3 separate regions of the Zea mays genome follow, and regions 2 and 3 are each linked to region 1. A link is a contact called in public Hi-C data. All regions are on one chromosome and are shown on one strand. The core of a region is the stretch at or near the end of the contact, and the rest is flanking DNA. Distances in the headings are between cores, read along the strand shown.

Region 1 (2,863 bases), core at 201-2,700:
GCAAAAAGGAGTCTTTGAAATTTGATGAGCTTTACCTTGATTCCCAACAAACTAGCATACCCTTGAGAGTCTTTTCTTTAGTCGGGTAAGTCTTGCTGAGTAATTGCGTACTCAGGGTTTTATTCCCTGTTGTTTTTCAGGTTATAAGTTTGTTCTGTTGTGGATGGTGCTAAGTGCCGGTGGGCTTGGCCTTCTTATATAAGTATATCCCATCTTTAGCTTCTTTATTGAGGATTGTCACTTAAGCTAGCATGTATTTTAAAACTTATAAATGTTTTATATATTCAAATTGTAATCTTTTGTATCAATTTCTCTTGTAATCACTCCGATGATATATTGTAATATGCCTATAACTTGTAAATGTTGTAACTTGTAATTATTTTGTAATAAAGAATTTATTTCCGCTGCAAGTGTTTGTATGTGAGTTGTGTTTACTTAATCCTGCGATCTTGGCGGTAAGTCGTTTATCCAGGGTCCTCGGGGCACTCGGAGAGATTCTATTAAGTTGTTTGGTGCACATGCATAGCCGTTTGAGGTCTTTGAGACAATGACAGGTGCATGTAAACCCGATAACTTGGGAGGTTCTGCGACAGCTTTGGTTTATCCAATGCTCTACTTAGCAACCCAAAAGTAAAGTCGATCTCGTTTTGAGTTCGTTAGAAAAACTTAATTTTTTTGTATTGGATATATTTTCCTCTTTTCATATCTCTTAATATAGGATGAATTAAAATCTAAAATTTGATAAATTGATAGAGTATATAATGAAGTACATCCATGTTTGTTTTAGAATTGTTTTTATTACTTTCGATAGTTTAACTGTACGACAGTTTGGTCGCGCAACAATATGATCCGACTAAAATAGTAACCCGTCCATTTAAATTATTATGGCTTTGTTTTAGATACACGTGTGTTGATCTCAATCTCAAACTCAACCTACGTGTGTTGATGAGCCAAGTTGTACTGCCACTCTATTCTGATCTGTGTGGATCAAGGCACGTACACGTATATCTAAATAGTAGTATCTGAGTTACCTTTTTGTCACTTTTTTAAAAATAGAAAAAGTGGGAAACATGTACCTCAAATAAATAGAAAAAAGGCTACTACTTACAATTTCATTCGAACGCATACACCATTTTACGTGGAAGGAAATTGGACAGACGATGAGGAGTCAAGAGATTGGGCCTTTTTTTTTCTTTTGTTAGAGAAAAGGATTGGGCAGATGGGCCAACCGGCCGCTACGGAAGGAAGGAATCCTTGGTAGCCCATTTCCTCCGTGGTCCCGTGACGGACTCGTGGTCGTGGAGGAGCCGAGCCTCTGGCTCGGATGGCCGGCGGCCGTCGCGACCGCCGACGCTCGCCCCAGCGCGCCACAACACGACGCCCGGAGGCGGAGCAGGAAGAAGACAAGCCAAGCCAAGATAAGATAGAGATAGAGCGGACACGCAAGTGCATTCCGGAATGGGAGGAGGAGGAGCAATAATAGCAGCGGGCCCACACCCATCACCCTCTCGCCTCGTCTCCTCCCTCCCGCAGATTCCCGTTGTTCCCTTCCGGCCCTGTCCTTCTATCGGGAACCTTTTCTCCCCTCCATTTATATTCCTTCCGCCGTCTGCCCCCACGGAATCAAGAAACAAACGAAGCCAGCCAGCCAGCCGGGTCCTCCCGCGTAGCTAGCGTAGGCGTAGGCGTAGCCGTAGCAGCGTGTGCGAGAGGGGAAGAAATGCTGGAGGGGAGGGCGCGGGTGGAGGACACGGACATGCCGGCGCGGATGCAGGACGCGGCGACCTCCGCGGCCTCGCGCGCGCTCGACCTCTTCGACGTCGCCGACTGCCGCGCCATCGCCGGCCACATCAAGACGGCACGTTCTCTCTCCTCTCCTCTCCTCTCTCTGCTCTGCCGCCGTCCTCGTGTCACATTTTTAATTGATGGATGAGATCACGATTCAAATCATTCCTGAGGACACTTGGTGCTGGCGCTGACACCCTGATCGATCCTTGCCTCCCGTCCGTTCCGACGAACACAGGAGTTCGACAAGCGGTACGGCGTCGGGTGGCAGTGCGTGGTGGGCGCCAACTTCGGGTGCTTCTTCACCCACAGCAGCGGCACCTTCATCTACTTCTCCATGGAGCGCCTCTCCTTCCTCCTCTTCAAGGCCGCCGTCGTCGCAGCCGCCGCCGCCGCTGCCGTCGCCTCCTAATCAACCAAGTCTCCGTCCATCACACCGTGCACTTTGTACTGCTAGCTAGTATCTATATATATCTATATATGCCATTTGTAATGTCCAGAAGCTCAGACCCTGTACGGCCAGCAGCCCGTGTAGTAGTGTAAATACATCGCGCCATGCTTCGCTCGTTCCTCGTCGAACCATCTCTGCCTCCGTTCGTTCTTCGCATCGACCGACTCTACCAGCGCTCAGTCGTGCAAGTGCCGCCGACGTGCCGTGCCTGATTTGATATCTAGAAATATCTTGGGATATTGTAGCTGCTGCCTGCCTGTCTGCCTGACAAACACCTTCAATTTGTCGGTCAGTGCGTTCAGTACATTCAGTAATGTCCGGACGATGGCGACGTGTGTGAGCTGTCCGGTCGCGTGATAATTATCCTCTGCTCTTTTTTCGTTTTTTCCCCTGTCGCAAAAGCGAAAGATGGGACCCACCACAACGGGGTCTTTGTTTTCGTTTCTTCTTCTCCACAATGGAGCGAGACGTCCTGTTTCTGCGCTGTCGAGACGGTGAGCCCTGCCGACGCCGTTCAGAAAGCCAATGAAGCCGATCAAATATATTCATCCACAGTGACAGTGCAACTGTGGCGCGCATCGATTCTTATCTGATCCAATGTCGTCTGTTTTTATGCATGTGAGGCAT
Region 2 (2,863 bases), core at 136-2,635, 230 kb before region 1:
CTCTGGGAGGACAGCGTCGAGGTCCAACTTAGGTTGGCGCCCCAAGAACCTCTTGGGGTCGAAGATACTACTTGCCGGCCTGCGCACGACCCACAGGAACCGGTGCCCGGACTTGTCCAGCCCAGTGGCAATCTCCTTAAGCTGCTCCTGCGAGAACGCACCCATGCTCCCAAAGCAGAGGAACACAACGCTGCGCTCCGGCTGGGCGTCCAGCCATCTGAGGCACTCATCATGCCTCTCACCAGCTCTTGCAGGAGGATCCCGTGCGCTGTTGCCAACTAAAGGCCCAACGCAGTAGATCGGAGGCAGCGCCGCCTTGCCCGGGACACACCGGGGATCACCGAGCGCCTGCAACGCCCGGGTTTCCAGTGCCTGGAAAGTGTTCACCAGAACTCCCCTGGTGTCCATGCCGCGCCTGAAGACGCTCGCCACGGTACTGCACAGCTCTTCCTCCGGCCGCTCCAGCAGCTCTGCGTTCAGGTGCGATGCCGGCACGGGGGGAACGCCGAGGAACTCGAGGGGCGTGTCCCCGAGCTCCTTCAAACCCCTCTGGCTACTCGCCAGGAGCGTGGGGACCTGGGTCAAAACGGCCAGGGCTGAAGCGCTGGACGGGGCAAACGTGTACGCGGGGACGCCCAGCCTCGCGGCGACGCCGATCGCGTCGACGCAGAACATGTCGATGACCAGCGAGTGCAGGTGCTGCCGCGAGGTCACGGAGCAGAGGAACCTCTCGAGCTCCTCGTTGTACCGTCGCAGCGTCTTCAGCATGGAGAGTAACGGGTGCTTGCCGGAGCCAGCGACGTCGGCAGGCGGCGGGGAGACCGGCGGGAGGACGTGGAAAGAGATGGACGGATTGGCCGCGGCGACCCGCTTGAATTGGCTGGAGAACTCAGGGACAACCACCATGGTGACGTCGAAGCCGTGGTTGATGAAGACCTTGGCGAGCTCCGCCATCGGCACGACGTGGCCGGTGCCGGCGCTGGGGTAAAGAACGACGGACTGCTTCATGTCTCCTTTTCAGGTGGAACTACCGGCGCGGCGCGGCGCGGCACGCGGTTCGCCGTAACTTATACCTCCGTGGAGCCTTGCCGGAGAAATAGTACAGTAGACTTGTTAATTAATTTTCTTGCTAGTGAAAGTGAGGGACCAGGGCATCTATGATCTATCGTGGGATTAGGGATAAGCCCAGTCTTATTGGCTGGCGGTCCACACTCCACACTAGGATGCTTCCGATCTGTTTGGATTTGCTAACTTTCTAGAAACCATTTACCACGAGCGTAGGTTTCAACGTTGACCACACAAGAAAGCTGGCTGAGCTTGAGATCAGCCACCCCATGTGGCTCATTAACCAGTTAGCATCTTCGTATATGACTTAAAGGCCCTATGTGGGGTACTCCATAACTATTTCCCAGCTCCCACATTCAGAAACCATTTACTTGTCTGATTTTTATAGGCATCTTTTTCGCCTTAGCACATCATTTTCCTTGTCCTAGACCACTTTTAGCTCACTTTAACATACCTTGAAGGTATTGTTAAAGTTTAGCATATCACTTTTAGCACCTTATAGCACTCGGGTTTGGATCTCTATATGCTAAAATCTAGCTAAAAGTGTAGTGCTAAACATTAGCACCATAGATTCAAACAAGCCCTTAAGCTTAGGACTGGTTACTTGAGGTGTACTTTGAGATCACAAGGGATCCTAGGGTTTGCACTTGGCAATCTTGAGTCCTAGCGGTTTTAGAGTTGTATTGTCAACCCTATCAAAGCCCTTCTGAAGCAATATATGAGGACTAAGTTGGGTTGTCCGCCTAAGGGCCTATTTGGATCCAAGGAGCTAAAACAAAACTGACTAAAGTTTAGTCACTTTAGGGCTAAAGATCCAAACAAGAAGAGGTAAAGTGACTAAAATAGTAAAAAGGTATCCTTTTAGTCACTTTTAGGGGGTGTTTGGTTTATTTAGTCACCCTCCTAAACTTTAGGAACTATTTGGGAGGCCTCGTTTAGTCATACTATTTACCAGTTTAGGGACAAAAAGTGACTAAAGTTTATGAGGTGGGAACCAAATACCACCTAAGTATGGGACCACACACTTTTGTCGGAATATTAATGAGCCATTTTTTGTTTGCTTCTGCTTGCGACTCGTCCCAATGGTACCTAACCTATATAAGCTAGGAACAGAGGAACCCTACAATGTCTTCTCATCACTCTCAAACAAACATCACCCTTTCCACCTTCTCATATTTTCATGCCCTCAATTTATTCATCAATTCTTCATCCACCACTTTCAAGACAAATGGTAACCCAAAGAAAACCGCCCTAAAGAAGGGCACCTAAAGGTTCCCTAGTCCATCGTTGCAGCCAGTGGTAGTAAGCGGGTAATGAACCTTGACATGCGTCAACAATGGGATCGATTTACTGCCTCAAAGGCACAAATCCAAAATCTTATCAATCAATGCTACCTAGCACCCAAGGAAACTTTGATATAGAATTCCGTGGAGGGGAAGAATTCCCCACCCCAACATCCTTGACGTCATCGTCTTCTCGAGACACCTCCCTCTTCTCTACTATTTCAACTAAGGATGAAAATCCCCTTGCCTTGGTTTGTTTGTGACCTTTTTGCTGACATTAGGCATAGGTGCATCACCTTACACCAACAAATTGCTCTCCTTTTGGCCTTCAACTAAATTTCAAAGGTTTTTGTGGGGATTCTACTACAGTGGGGTTTCCAAAATTTCCTTGTCTTTACTGACACTATGGATGAGGAAGAGGCTCGCCTTCCGAAGGGAGCGAGGGTCAGTCATATCCATCGATGATTGGTCCCTATGTGTTTCAGCAGGGGAGGAGGGAGGCGACACTAGCTAGG
Region 3 (2,863 bases), core at 197-2,696, 150 kb before region 1:
ATGGCTAGGGATCCACGACGAGGCATTTACAAAGTTCCACTAGCTTCCGAAAACCCGTTATAGTTTATGGGAAGAGCACTTGCAAGAATCCCTCGTCTGACCGTCACCGCAGCAAAATTAACCCGAGAACCTCCTTGCATGCAAGTCCCCTACTGCCCTTGCCCCTTTCGGGTAAGGAAGTATTCCACTAGCTTTCCTAATTAGTTAGCCAAGGGGTCCCATTCCTCCCTTGCGGTGGCACGTGTTTCTCAAGTTAAGCTCCATGTTCCAATTAACAATAATGATCTTGACATGAACATAAATAAAATAACAGAATAATTGGAACATGGATATAATAAAATATTAACCCAAAACCATATAAAGAAATAGCAAAACTACCCAAGTAATTCAGCGGTAAACAATGTAAAAAGGATAAACAGACTAGGGTGACCTATTGGGTCCCATCAAATTTAAACCTATGCATGTATAAGTGATATTAAATAACATTATTGGGTAATAAAAGTGGTCAAGGGCACAACTTGCCTGGCACTTTAGAATTCTAGGTACCAGGGTGATTCTTCAAATCCTCGAAACCTCACTGCTAGTCGTAGCAACACAAACAAACTTGGTATAGACAAAATTAACATCACACCAAACATAAGTACAAACCGAATAATAATAATCTACACGTTGCTACGAGATCGTGGGATCGAGAACTGCTAAGATCGGAGTCGTGGTCAAGGAGTTATGATTCTATAGAGGATCTATGTGATTAAAATATTAAACTATATTATAAATTGGTTAGTGTAAATCATATGAGTGGTTATTATATAAATAATTATCTCAGCTTTAATCTAAGTTATAAATTAACCAACATGAGTTAAGTAAAGATCTAATCATAAAATAATGAGAAATGGTATAATAAATGTTGTTATTGCATAGTAAATATTTATACGAGACTAACGCAACTTGAACGGATCAAATTGGAGTTAAAATGGAGGAGTTATGAATTTCCTAAGGTTTTATGTACTTGATTTAAGATTAATTAGGAAATAAATTTTAAAATGGCTTTCATGTCAAATCAGTGGCACTATTTGATAAACAATAATATTATAAAATTATAGGAATTGGAATTAATTAATTTGGACTAAGTATGCATTTTCTATGAATTAAACAAATTCTAGCCTTTATTTTTGCATTAAAAATCATTTTATAATCCCTTTTTCTAGATTTTAAAATTCTCTAGCTGGGCCTCAATTACAGGAAAGTTCAGAGGTTAATGCGCGAAAAGTTCCAAGACACAGATCTACCCCGTGGTGGATGGCGGGTTGATTCCATTAAAATCCGAGGGCTCTTAAGTAAAACTCCCCGGCCGAAAGGGTACGCGACGATATCCACCGTCCGATCAGATTCTGACGCGCTTGATTAGATCGCGATTCCCCCGAGCTGGCGCGCAAAGACGACCACATGATCGAGGATCAACGGTCCAGAATCGCTCACCTGCCTAAAACCGCTCTAGCCTTTGGATCTCTGATCTACGGCCACGGATCAAATCCCGCAAAAGGGTATGCGCTTTCAATCCTAGTCGTTTGCTCTATAACCAATGATGCCGATATCAACCGCGCCAACCAGCACCTGGATTAAATCCCAATCGTCAAAACCCGATCAAACGGTTGGGCACTCTTCTCCCCAATCGGACCCCGACGCGACGGCGCAAACCAGCCCGCGGCGGTGGCCATTGTCGGCGATCCCATACCCCTCGACCCCATCCACGCGAGCTCGAACCGACTAGCTCATTCCAATGTATGGATTATGGCAGAGTCAGGGGCGGCGAAAATTACTAGAGGAGTAGGTGAGCGCAGAGATGTCCACGCGGACACGACGGAGGAGAATCCCGGTGAGCAATTCCACGTGGACGAGGCCGCTATCCCGTTGGCCAACATTATGCGTAGCAACGCTACGCGATGCTGAAGCCCTAGCACTGCCTTTACTCGCCCATACAACAGTGCAACGTGGAGGTCGACGGCAGCGGCGTGATGAAGTCCCACAGCGGCGGTGGGCCTCCAAATTCCCTCTCTCCCGCTTTCTCCCCCCCCTCTGGCGAATACGACGGGATCTCTCGGCTGAGCGTGAGTGCCGAAACGGGTCACGGGGAAGTCCTATTTATATCCAGGAGACCGGGTCTGGGACGAGCGGGAGGTCGCCCACAAACCCGGCATTAGCGGCGGCGTCCGCGCTAGTCGTTGCGAAGAAGGAATAGCGCTGACACGCGGGACCCGCCTCACAGTGACTGTGAGCGCAAGGAATCGGCCACGCACAGACACCTGGGCAACTAACGAAAAGGGCCCTGCGTAACAGAAGGCGTTAGCACGCGCGGTGGGTGTTCGTCGGGTAGGGCCCACATGCCATGGAAACACGGTATGTGTGAGCGTCTGTGTGTGGCTGGTCACTGGGCCATGGCTGTCAGTGCTAGTGACGCGCGCAAGAATGCTGGCAGAGTGGGCCACGCGCGGTGAATGAAGCATTGGGCTGAATTGGCGATTGAGGCCCAGGTAAGGTTTTCCATTTGTTCTTTTCTTTTCTATTTTAATTTCAGATATCCAAATCCAATTTAAACTCCCATTTTAAAACCTCAAATTTCCAAGCGCTAAAATTGATAATAATGTGAATATAATCTCCACTATTGACCATATTATTATTATTATTATTATTATTATTATTATTATTATTATTATTATTTATTCTTCTTATCATTTATTTATAGAAGGACTAAGTGGTTTCATTGAAAATTCCCTTCTTGTTTCAAATTCATATCTAACCAAGTTTAATCTCTTAATTTCCAATTTATGCACGAGTAAATCTCCATCATGGGATGCAAAGTTTA

What was found. Hi-C and Micro-C count contacts between places; a contact is called where the count stands out from the background.
Region 2: a contact with region 1 is called in a Hi-C map of endosperm, with 2.3 times the contacts expected there. The contact joins the promoter of LOC103626938 here to the promoter of LOC100285857 in region 1. A contact is called at or near these places in 2 of 25 Hi-C or Micro-C datasets (bundle sheath and endosperm).
Region 3: a contact with region 1 is called in a Hi-C map of ear, with 2.0 times the contacts expected there. The contact joins the enhancer-like site here to the promoter of LOC100285857 in region 1. A contact is called at or near these places in 3 of 25 Hi-C or Micro-C datasets (bundle sheath, ear and tassel).

Annotation. Positions count from the first base shown.
Region 1 is chr5:139,160,278-139,163,140 of Zm-B73-REFERENCE-NAM-5.0, forward strand. It overlaps LOC100285857 (dynein light chain LC6, flagellar outer arm), which reads left to right and starts at 1,451. Exons shown (of 2, transcript NM_001158747.2): 1 at 1,451-1,858; 2 at 2,024-2,364. The coding sequence starts at 1,721. The coding sequence ends at 2,197.
Region 2 is chr5:138,934,199-138,937,061 of Zm-B73-REFERENCE-NAM-5.0, forward strand. It overlaps LOC103626938 (anthocyanidin 5,3-O-glucosyltransferase), which reads right to left and starts at 1,386. Exons shown (of 1, transcript XM_008647299.4): 1 at 1-1,386. The coding sequence starts at 1,008.
Region 3 is chr5:139,009,300-139,012,162 of Zm-B73-REFERENCE-NAM-5.0, forward strand. No RefSeq gene overlaps it. Among protein-coding and RNA genes, the nearest start is that of LOC103626938, 75 kb to the left of the region's middle. Within about 2 kb of position 1,447, at least 16 of the 20 cell types and tissues checked have an H3K27ac peak or open chromatin away from gene starts, as enhancers often do. A contact at or near this core is called in bundle sheath, ear and tassel, where this site is marked.